3 separate regions of the Mus musculus genome follow, and regions 2 and 3 are each linked to region 1. The links are chromatin contacts, called in public HiChIP or PLAC-seq and promoter capture Hi-C maps. All regions are on one chromosome and are shown on one strand. The core of a region is the stretch at or near the end of the contact, and the rest is flanking DNA. Distances in the headings are between cores, read along the strand shown. Region 1 holds the start of Cth (cystathionase (cystathionine gamma-lyase)). Region 2 overlaps Wls (wntless WNT ligand secretion mediator). Region 3 holds the start of Wls (wntless WNT ligand secretion mediator).

Region 1 (3,771 bases), core at 515-3,014:
ATCTCAAGTCTTGGATGGGTTAAATAGCTTCCTCCAGGTTACTCAGTCAGAGAAGCTGATGTAAGAATTAAAACCCATGTGCTCTTAATCACAAAGCCACACTACTTAGATCAATGGTTGCCAATCTTCCTGATGCTGTGACCCTTTAATACAGTTCCTCATGGTGTAGTGACCCCCAACTAATTATTTTTGTTGTTACTTCGAAACTGTAATTTTGCTACTATTAGGAATCGTGATGTAAATACCTGATACATGTAACCCCTGAAAAGGGTTGTTCCACTCCCAAAGGGGTCACAGCCCAGAGGTTGAGAACTGCTGGCTTAGATGATGAAATGGCTTGAACTATTACATAGCTCAGTTACAGTGCAGCACCATGGAGTCAGTTGCAGAAGGGAGGGGTTCAAGATAAATTAAATCTTATAACCCTATTATCTCAGCTATCTCAGTTTGAACACTTGAGACCTTAGTTCAGGCTAGGATCCTTCTTGTTAACCTTCAGTGAGACTCTACATGTAACACACATAGATTTTAAGTACGCACTTGGTACATAAATACACATTAGCTATTAACTGAACATACCGACTGAAACTAATCTTAATTCTAGGATTTTCATTGTTTAGTGTGTGAGAGAGAGGAGAAAGAGAAAGAGACTGAGGGGGGAGGGAGGAAGAGAAGGACAGGGAGAGAGGGACGGAGTGGGTGAAAGAGACTGGGGACAGAGAGAAGAGAGGGAGGGGGGAGAGAAGGAGAGAGAGGGAGAGTGCAAGCCTTTGGGTGCATCAAAGAACAACTAAGGTGGTGGTTCATGCCTTTAATCCCAGCACTTGGGAGGCAGAGGCAGGCGGATTTCTGAGTTCGAGGCCAGCCTGGTCTACAAAGTGAGTTCCAGGACAGCCAGGGCTACACTGAGAAACCCTGTCTCAAAAACAAACAAACAAACAACAAAAAAAAAACAACTACAGGAGTTGGTTCTCTCCTTCCATCCTATAGATTATGGGATTGAATTATAGTAGTCAGGTCTGGTGACAAGCACCTTTATATACCTGCTGTAATAAACACCATGCCCAAACCAACTTGGGGAGGAAAGAGTTTTTTATTTTACTTCCATTTAACAGTTCACCATGGAAAGCAGTTAGGACAGGAACCTGGAGGCAAGAACTAATGCAGAGGCCACGGAGAGGTGGCTTCTTACTGGCTCGTTCACCCAACTTCTTATAGAACGCAGGGCCACTAGCCTGGGGGGGGGGGGCACCCACCATGGACTTATCCTCCCCCATCAATCTCTAATTAAGAAAATGCCTGCTTGCAGCCTGATCTACTGGAGGCATTGTCTCAATCGAGGTCCCCTCCTCTCTCGCTTGAGTCAAGTTGATATAAAACTAGTCAGCACGACTGCTGAGCCATTTCACCAGCCCAAGAGCCTTCATTTTTCAAAGTAGGACTGGCTGCAGGTAGCTTCGATGCTACAGAATTCAACAACTTACAGTTCTGGTTTTTAACTGAAAATCGCAGAGAGCGCATGTCCCGAGCGCTCCCACAGTCAGCCCAGCCCTGCCCGGCTGCTTACCGAGGACTGGCCCGGGAAGTCCTGCTTAAATGTGGTGGCCAACGAAATGGGCAGCACCACGGCACGAGAATTCCATTGCTCAGGCTCTTGTCCCACGTGGATGGCCTGAGTGGCGAAATGCTGGAAACTAGGCAGGAAGCCGCTCAAAGAGGCGTCCTTCTGCATGCTGGGGCAGGAGTGCGAGGTGTTGCTTTGGCTAAAACCTTCTGGACTTTGGCGCTTATATCCAGGGTGGGGAGGGGCCGACGCAACCAATCATCGCTGGTCCCTAGGCAGCGGCCCTGCTTATTGGTCGGCAGTGGAGGTGTTGCCCCGATCGTTCCTGCCCCGCCTCCCAGTGGCACAGAGCAGTGCCCACGTGGGACACCTCAGCACTGAGGTGCAGCACTCAGCCCAGAGATCCCCTTTGTCTGCAGGATAGGGACGCAACCTCCAGCAGCCTCGCGTGGCCCCAGAGTTCCGGCAAGGGTCACGCAGGCAGGTGCTTCCCTCGGATCTGAGGACCGCCACAGCTGTGCCACCAGCGCCCGCGTCTCTACTCTGGCCAAGATCAGGCCTTAAGGCCCAAGCTTTGCTCCCAAAAAGACGTAGCTTTGACCTAATTTTACACCTTGTCCGAGAACTGGGGAATTTAAGGAGTTTCTGTACCTGGGAAGTCGAACCTAAAACTTTGTTTTTTTTTTTGTTTTTTTTTTTTAAGATTTATTTATATTTACTTATTATTATATGTAAGTACACTGTAGCTGTCTTCAGACACACCAGAAGAGGGAGTCAGATCTCGTTACGGATGGTTGTGAGCCACCATGTGGTTGCCGGGATTTGAACTCAGGACCTTCAGAAGAGCAGTCGGGTGCTCTTACCTGTTGAGCCATCTCACCAGCCCGAACCTAAAACTTTGAAACACTGTTGAACGAATTTGGAAGGTGTTAAGGAATAAACAACTGATTTTAAAAGCTACGGTTTGGAAAAGCTACGAAGAGCAAACACAATCAGTATGCTTTTCAAATTAGCTCCAGACACAATCACCTTCCAGAACCAAGTGTACACTGCCAGAGGCACAGGGGAAGCGGGTAGCCTCTGAAACACTAACGGGTTACCATGCTTGCTTGATTAGTATTTCTCCTTTTAAAGTATGTTCTCAGCCTGAGTATATTTTAACGATGTGTTTGTGTGTGTGTGTGTGTGTGTGTGTGTGTGTGTGTGTGTATTGCACCACATGCATACTTGATGTCTACAGAGGTCAGAAAGGCTGTTGGATTCCCCTGGAACTGCATTTGGAAACAGATGTGATCTGCGTGTGGGAGAGAAAGCCAAGCCCTGGTGCTCTGGAACCAATGCTCCTGCGGGCAATGCTCTTGCTCCCTGAGCCATCTCTAAAGACGTAAGTACATTTTGATGAGATCACAGAAAACACCGAGGAGTAGAAGGGCCTGAAACAGTTCTGAGTCCAGTTCTAAGTACAGTTGGTAAGCCCTGGGTTATACAAACATGGATGTTTTCTATTTGTTTGTATACTTGTCTGTTTATCGTATTTGAGAGTGCAGAGGAATGTGTGGCACACCCATAGAGGTCAGAGGACAGTCTTCCACCTCCCTGTTGACGCAGGGTCTTTGCACTGCTTACCCCAGGCTAGACCACCCAGGAGCTTCAGTGGATTCTCTGTCTTCTACAGTAGGAGAGCTGCTATTACAGATACACAGCAGCACAAAGGTAGATGCTGGAGATAGAACACAGGGTGTCAGGCTGTGCGGCAAGCATTTACCCACTGAGCCATCTTCCCACTGGACATTTTATTTAGTGTAACTGTCACAAAGAGGTCTTTGAAAAGTGGCCCTTATACAGACTTTCTAAATGAGAGGCTTCTGATAAAGTTAGAGGAAGCTGTGGGGTGGCAGCCCAAGATTTAAATTTCTCTATTCACAGGAATGTCCCTTCCACCCAGGAATTTCTCTCTCAGACATCATCTGACCTGTGTGCAAAGCTGAGCATGAGTGACTCCATACCTCTCAGCTAGAATAACGGAAAGCACTTAACTTCCCATCCTTCAGAGTCCAACTAGCTAGATCTATGACAGACGCACAGAGTGGCCAATGAGCAGAAGCACTGAAGAAAACAGACACAGTCTCCTGTTTCCAAGACAGCAAAGAGAACTGCAAAGGAGTATGTGAATCCAGGAGCACATGCTGAGCTGCATGCCTTTTATG
Region 2 (3,771 bases), core at 623-3,122, 2.0 Mb after region 1:
TTTAGTCACAGAAGATAAAGATAAGAGGAGAGACAGGCTGTTTTTTTCCACAATTAAATGCTGCCTCTCGGGTTCCTCTGTCGTTAAGAGTCTGAGGGTCAGGAACCTCCAGCCATATTATTTTACCCCTGGATGCCTCCTCTCATCTGTAACCCCATCCAAGGGGATTAAGAATAGGTGAGTTGGAAAGACAAACATGTTCTGGTCTGTTTTCCCTTCCAAGTCCTATCTGTGGAGCAGATGAGATCCCTTCTAATCAGTGGCATAAAAGTTCTTTTAGGAACTTTGTTTCCTCTCTGTCTGTTGCCAGCTGCACAAATACAGTATGAGGAGTGTATAAAATCTAGGTTTTTCCTTTTATGATCTTGACAATGTTTTTTGTTTGTTTGTTGTTTGTTTTCAAGTATCTGAAACTCTGGTGTTTGGTATTTATTAACTGTTACTCGTATTAACCAGATTCCAGTTTTCATCCCTTATCATTCCTTTCCAATTGTAAGTGCCCTGAGAATTGAAATGGCTTTACAGTTATTTGGTTTTGTCCCAGTTCCTTAAGTATAGAGGGAAATTAGAAAGCTGATAGTGTTTTAGATTTCTGTCTTCATGAAATATTAGAACAAGAAAGTACTTCAGTAATCCTATGATCCAAAGTCAAAATTTATTGAAAAAAATGCCATATGTAAAGTGACTTAACTGGAGTTGAACTGTGGATAGAGGCTTTCCTAGAGCAATGAACAGTTTTTCTAATTTTCCTAATGTGCTACTCAGTGACATAATAAGAAATAGCATGTGCTTTTGGAACCTGGCAAATTTGGACTTAGATTGTGTGCCCTTCCCACCATAACAGGCTTCATTTTCTTCATTTTGAAATTATAAATGAATTATTCTGTTTGGTCTCTGTATGTATGAATATGTTTAAATATGCAGTAAGAACTAAAAGAGTAAGTTTGAAAGAATCATTGTTTCCTTTCTTTTCAAACAATATACGACCCTTATAAGAAAACATGTTTTCTGAGATCTCTTCAATTCAATATCAGAAATTGTGCCTTACTGTCACTTATAAGAACTTAAGGAAGGAGGGTTGAGTAATAATACCAATGAAGAAGAATCAGTATATACTAGAAATAGAAATTAGTTCCACCTATAGGAAATACCTTCTCTTTTTCTTACTACCCTCTGCATAAGGGAGTTAAGGTTGATCTAAAACAGTAACACAGCATTTACCTCCCTTGCTCAGGAGTGAGCAAGAGGCTGAGTATGTGAAGTGGTCAAGAAGATGAACAAGTCACTGAACTCACTTCCATGTGAACACAACTGATTGTGAACAATGGAAAGGGAGAGAGTCACAGCATTCTAGGAGTGCTCAGGAGGACTCTGTTCCACATGGTTCAGAGAAGTATGGAGGTCTGCACAGAGCAAACACCCACACAGATAGAGGGGTGCTGATCACCTGCAAGGCAAGAAGGCAAGGAAGAACCATTCCTGGATTGCAGAGCAGAAGGGCAGATCTACTTATCATTCTTGGTAGCTTTTAATTAGGGAGTAGTAACTGACATCTTTGGGGCTCCACCAATAGTCACATTTGTGTTTTGTTCTTTTCTCTCACTCAAACAGGCACATGTCTCCTCCACTTTCTTTGGAATGTTATTAATCTGTCCATCTCCAGGAAACCTGGGTAGCAGCAGAATATTCTCCTGTTGCCATCAGAGTTCCGCTTAGGGAATGTGTGGCTGGGTAATCAAGCAGGGCTGGCCTTATCTGCAAAGAGAACTCTGAATCCTTAGTGCAATAATTTTCCACATTCACAGTACAAAGCAAATACTCTGTGTGAGTAAAACTGGCTTGGCTCCAGCAATAACACAGCTGTTGAAACAGCTTAGTCACCGGGGCAATGGAGACAGTGTGGCAAGAGAATGCTGGGGTGCAGTAAGCTGACATTTAGCTGGCTAGCAGGGGCTCTGAGAGCCAGAACAGATCTGTGGGAGAGCTATGGAGAGGCTGCTCCCCGCCCACAGGCATCCCCTTGTTTCTTTTGAAGCTGAGCCATAATCCCCTCCCTGGGCAGGGTGCCTAAGGATGAAAACTGAACACATTTTATGACTGATGGGAGAGAAAGAACTGATTCTATCTTTCTAGACACCTGGTTTCTCTCTCTCCTTTATAATGACCTTGTTTGTTTGTTTGTTTGTTTTGTTTCTTGGTTTGTTTTTTTTTTTTAATGTTTCAAGCTAGTTAAAATATAATGTGAAATTTAGTTATAGTTGTTGGTGTGTTGGGGGTGGGGGTGAGGTGTTGTCCTGAACTTATAGAAAAAAACCTCAAGTAGCTCTTTAGTCTTGACTGTTCAGGTAATAGACCAGAAAATCAGAAGGAAAAGCTCCAACCCTTCTGACTGGTGTTTCCTGGATCCCTATAGCAAGAGCATCTGCTAGAGCTTTATCCTGAAGTTCTGTGGACAGATCTGATAAAATACTTTGTTGGTCACATAGGAATTTTGGAAAGCCTAATGAATTGCTAGAGAGCTACCCTGCTGTTCTTTCAGCCTTTGAACAGCTGACCTTCGTGTTTTTTCTTTATCCTGGGCTCTTTTTGCACTGTTTGTTTTGGAAGTTGTTGAGTTAAATTAGCCATCTCTTTCCTTTCCTGGTTACAGTATGAGAATGCAGCTGTCAGTCTGTGAACACTGCCATTGTCTATTTTTAGATTCAGTGTGAATAAAGCTCTCCTCTCTAATTGCAGAGAGAGAGAGAGAGAGAGAGAGAGAGAGAGAGAGAGAGACTGACTTTTACAAGCACCAAATCAGCTATTGTGAGTTATCCTGGGGAGAAAGCAAAGGGTAGCCACTGTCTTTCCAATCCCTCTTTGTCAGGTGTGTTTTCTCTCTGCATGAATGTTGATTATGGTCAAATAAGAATAAGTGTGATCACATTTGTTTTCCAATGTTTTAACATTTGCCAGCTTGGATTGTTCTGTTTTCTCTGGCTTTTTTATGAAAAAAAATACTATAATTGAGTTCAAATTCCTTACAAATTGTTTTTCTTTAGATGTTTTCTGTGTCATCCAATCACATAAAACAAACTGGGAGCTATGAAATACAATGGGCTGTGATTTTCTCTATTTAGCTTTCTAACCAGAAGTCTTCTCTGTACATAGCTGCTAGAAGTGCTTCAATAAGTGGAATACCATGGAATTTAGTAAAACTTGAACCCTTAGTCATCAGACTCTTCCTGCTGCTTAGCCCTGTATTCCTTATAGTCACTCTTGCATTTCCTTCATATTGAATTAATTTCTTTCTCTAATTATTCAGTGTTTTTTAGGGCTTCTATGGATTTTTAGATGTACAGCTTCTTTAATCTGTGGTTGCTTCTACCCCATTGTATCTTGAACTATTATACTGTAGTTAGTAGGTAGATATCACTTTGGATGAGCTGATTCTGAAAGTCACACCTTCTGTGGTCTATTGTTTAACCCAGTGCTCTTAAACACTTTGAGCTACCTATATACATAGGTTTGCTTTTACTGCAGTGCCCAATTTTCCAAACTTACTGTGATTAATTTGAGGGCAATGATTTTGCCTTATGCATTTTTATCCCCAGTACTGTTCATGGAAACCAGTAGATGCTTAGAAATATTTGGTTGAGTAAAAGAAGTCCTTTGGGATAGTACATCTAGCATTCAAGTTTCAGAGGAATATTAATCCTATCTCAGTGGCAATTTTGTGAACTGTTGTGGTTTTTGTCTCGTCATGGGTTTACCCTCGAGCTTTAACAAGCC
Region 3 (3,771 bases), core at 606-3,105, 1.9 Mb after region 1:
TTATTCTAGAAATTGTCAAGGTCATGATGTGTTATCATGGATATAGAAAAGTAACTAAGACTCTATCTGATTTTATGCTTAGGCTTGATGAAGCAGGGACGGTGATATAAAAAGATGATTCTTAAAGGGCCATGAGCCAATTGAAATGAACACTTCAGTTTTAGCAATCCCATTATCCAGTTTCCAGCAGGATCCCTATGGAATAAGGATATCAATTTCTTCCTCCCTTCCCTCCTTTTTCCTTTTCCTTCCTTCTTTTTCTCTCCTCCTCCTCCTCCTCCTCCCTCTTTCTTCTTCTTCCTCTCTCTCTCTCTCTCTCTCTCTCTCACACACACACACACAGCAATTACAATTTGGAAAATCATTATACAGTGAATCACAACTACCCTGTAGTTCCTTCAGAATACTCTTGAAGTTTTGATATAATCTCTAGTGCTCAGGAAGGAAAAGAAAACACATTAAGATTGTAAGCAAATGTTGGACAAGTAACTGAAGGAAGAAGAGGACAGTAAATAGTTCCTCCACAGGAAGATGACAAGAAGCAAGAAATCAGGTATGCTGGTGGCTTTGGAAACCTGTACTGGGAGGCCAGGAGGTACCTTTATAAAGCTAATGTGTGATTTGAGTTGCATTGGCTAAATAGACAGTTTATGAAACATGGAAAAACCAGGCCCTGGAGTTTGGGTCAGCCTTATCAAGAAATCTCTTAAGATCACCACTTTTCCTTGGATGTAGTGTATCAATATAAGTAAATCTCTCAAAGAGCTAACATTCTCTTTCCTCCTCTGCCTTCCATGGGGTTTGAATCTAGGACCTCAGATCAAGTTAAACAAGAGGCCCAGATCACTTTTTAGTTTTTGTTTTGAGATAGGGTCTCTAAAATTATCCAGGTTGGTCGTAAATTACTAATCCTCCTGACTCAGCCTCCTAGTAGCTGTGACCACCCACCTGAAACTCTAACTGGTACTATTTAACATGTATACTACCTACCCAACTAAAGTCCTTTAGGCTTTTTAAATGCAAGCTGTGGGCTTGCTTAAACATTCACTCATTTATTCATTCCACCAAAGTTCATGCAGGGTCTCCTAGTGTGAGAATTTTGTTAGGCACTGAGGGGTGGGGGCAGATACAAAGAGAATTGAACTTGGTCCCAGTCTCCCAGAAATTTACAGCTTAGTAATGGAAACAAATGTGCATTCATAAGACCTTATAGAAGGTGAAAATGTGAGAGCATGATTGGAGGGGATCGACCCTTGGAACATAAAGGTGGTGTAAAAAACCAAAACAAGAATTTTAAAACAAGTCGAGTTTTCAATGAACTTTAAAGCGTTTAGGTAATAGTCAACACCAAGACTGGCAGTCCAGGGTAGAGTAAGGAACAGACGTTTGATTTGTCTGGATAATAAGGCTCTTGAAGGGCCGTGTAATGAGGAATTTAGCGGGTTATAATTCCAGGATAGGGCAAGGCAGAAGGTACCAGAACAGAGACCTTATTTCTTCTCTTTATACTTTGACTTAACTTCATTAGACTCCTTTTTAAAATTCACCTCTTTCCTAGCGTTCAAATGGCTGGTGGTGGGGTGGGTTCAACATGTAAGTTAAGGGTTTGCAAAGAGGCCCATGAGTAACTTAAATCCCATACTTTGGGAACCCGAAAAGGAAACATGGTAGAGACTGCGTATGCCAAGCCCATTTAACAACACCAGCCACCCGACCCCCCTCAAGATGTTAGCTGTTGCCGGGGCAAGCTGCAGGCCAGACCTGAGGGCGGGTAGCCAGAGCTGGCGGGAGCTGAGATCCCTGAACTGGCGGGCCAGGGTTGAGGAAGAGAGGGAGGGAGGGAGGGAGGAAGCGCGAGAGGGAGGGAGGAAGAAAGAGAGGGAGGCGTGTCATGTGATCCGCTTCCCTGCTTCTTTAAGCGTCCACTGGCTGCCGGGCGGCCGCAGTCTCAGCTCTGGGCATCTGGGGAGCCCAAGCGGCTTCGCCCAGGCATCCGCGCGGGCGCCTGCGGTCTGTCCCACCTCCTCTGCTAACGCACCCTTGAAGTTTTGCAGCACCAGGAAAAGAGGGCAAGGAAGAAGGAGAGGGGAAGCGAAAGCATACCCTAAAACATTTACTTAAAGGAGAAAAGAAAGGGGGTCGCAGAAATGGCTGGGGCAATTATAGAAAACATGAGTACCAAGAAGCTCTGCATTGTTGGAGGGATTCTTCTGGTTTTCCAAATCGTTGCCTTTCTGGTGGGAGGCTTGATCGGTAAGTGTGAGAGCTGCAAACTTTCCCCTTTCCCTTTCTTCGGCCCTTCCCTCTTTTGCCTCTTGGGCTACTTGTTACAGTATCGCTGCCTTGCCTCTATGATCTAATTAGTCCGGCTATTGTGCTTAAGAAAGCAGAGCTCCATGGGGCTCCATGGGGCACAATCCAGTCTAGTGGCAAAGAGAAAAGGAGGGGAAAAGTTTTGGCCTAGTTTCAGTATCCACTTGAAAGGCAGGAGGGGGTGGGGGTGGATCTTAAGCATGGCGACGGATCGCGAGGAAGTGCTGGGTCGCAAAGTTGATTGCTCCCCGTGCTCTTTCCCTCGCCCGCCCCCCTTTCCCTCTCGGTTCCCTTCCAATCAGCACCGGGAGGGCAACGTAATCGACTTTATTAGGAATAACAGGGGAGTCGGGAGCTAAGCCCTGTGCCAGCCGCGAGCTGTTACTGGCTGTGGCTTGTGTAAATGCATTAGGTTGTCTCGGCGAGGGACTAGAGCTGGTTTTAGGGTCTCAACCTTTAAGCCCTTGGCTTCCATGCCGCCACCCCACCCATCTCTGGCGGTGGACTTGTTTGAACTGAGGACTCATAGAGTGGTTTGGGAGAGTCCTGGCCCTCTCAGCACGAACTTGGAGAGGGCGTAGGAGAAAGCCTGTCTGAAAGGTGTTGCTTTTGCCTCTTGTCCCCTCTGCCATCTCCCCTCCCCCTCTGCTTTGAGCCCCAAGATCCAGTGAGTCTGAAGCCTGAGGTCCTCCCCTGGCGCCAGGAGGATGTTTCCTGCTCCCTCCTGGGCTGCCCTCAGGTGACAGCTCCCAGGCGCCAGGGAGACTTTCTCAGTGCGCACCAAAAAAAAAAAAAAAAAAAAAGGCTTCGAACGTAACTGACCTTCTGCCTTAGGATCCACTCGGAAAACTCAACTTACTCCTACTGTCTTTTCCACCTCATGTCCCTTTCTCCTCAAGGTTCCGGACATCCTTGGACAAACTTCAGTGCCAACTTCGGAGCGGGCGCTGCTGGGCAGCTTAGCTTCCTTGGGGCTGGCTGTTGCTCTTGGCTGGGTGGAAGAGCTCAAGCAGGGGTCTGTGCTTCTTGAGGGAGTCCCTGGGCAGCGCAGGAGCTCCCTTGAGGGGGTGAGAGTAGTGGGTACGGTGTTTTTCCTATAGACTAGGGTGTGTTGGGTTAGCATTCCAGAGTGTCTGGTAATGGCAATCTTTGTAACACCAGGCTAAGTGTTTTAAACAAAGGAGAGGAGAAGCTTCAAGAAGGGAGTTCTGAGGAGGTCGAGTACACATTTCTAAGCCTCTGTCCTCCATATGGGCAAAGCACACAGAAACACACACACACACACACACACACACACACACACACACACACACACACACACAGCTTTTGTTTCGTTACGCCATGTACAATCTCTTTTTCTCTGAATTGGATTTTCCAGGCTCTTAATACTTCTCTGCTGGGAGCTGTAGGCAGAAGCAGTCTCAGTGATTACACCGCGGTTACAATTACACCTCTTGT

Evidence for each region. Promoter capture Hi-C pulls out the DNA fragments that hold promoters and counts their contacts. HiChIP or PLAC-seq counts read pairs in DNA pulled down with a chosen protein or histone mark.
Region 2: an HNF4G HiChIP or PLAC-seq map of pancreatic cancer cells shows a contact between it and region 1. The contact joins the enhancer-like site here to the promoter of Cth in region 1. A contact is called at or near these places in 5 of 39 promoter capture datasets (the 3T3-L1 cell line, cranial neural crest, hippocampal neurons and 2 more) and 1 of 115 datasets of contacts at active chromatin or transcription factors (pancreatic cancer cells).
Region 3: a contact with region 1 is called in a promoter capture Hi-C map of embryonic stem cells, with 5 times the contacts expected there. The contact joins the promoter of Wls here to the promoter of Cth in region 1. A contact is called at or near these places in 4 of 39 promoter capture datasets (the 3T3-L1 cell line, cranial neural crest, embryonic stem cells and 1 more) and 2 of 115 datasets of contacts at active chromatin or transcription factors (astrocytes and stem cell-derived neural progenitor cells).

Annotation. Positions count from the first base shown.
Region 1 is chr3:157,923,299-157,927,069 of GRCm38.p6, forward strand. It overlaps Cth (cystathionase (cystathionine gamma-lyase)), which reads right to left and starts at 1,765. Exons shown (of 12, transcript NM_145953.2): 1 at 1,568-1,765. The coding sequence starts at 1,732. 1810013D15Rik (a long non-coding RNA gene) reads left to right here and starts at 1,910. Exons shown (of 6, transcript XR_867796.2): 1 at 1,910-2,048; 2 at 2,805-2,948; 3 at 3,491-3,727.
Region 2 is chr3:159,883,564-159,887,334 of GRCm38.p6, forward strand. The region is part of intron 2 of Wls (wntless WNT ligand secretion mediator); the gene reads left to right. Among named protein-coding and RNA genes, the nearest start is that of Gm23941, 31 kb to the right of the region's middle. Within about 2 kb of position 1,873, at least 237 of the 459 cell types and tissues checked have an H3K27ac peak or open chromatin away from gene starts, as enhancers often do. A contact at or near this core is called in hippocampal neurons, pancreatic cancer cells and pre-B cells, where this site is marked.
Region 3 is chr3:159,837,795-159,841,565 of GRCm38.p6, forward strand. It overlaps Wls (wntless WNT ligand secretion mediator), which reads left to right and starts at 1,856. Exons shown (of 12, transcript NM_026582.5): 1 at 1,856-2,253. The coding sequence starts at 2,148.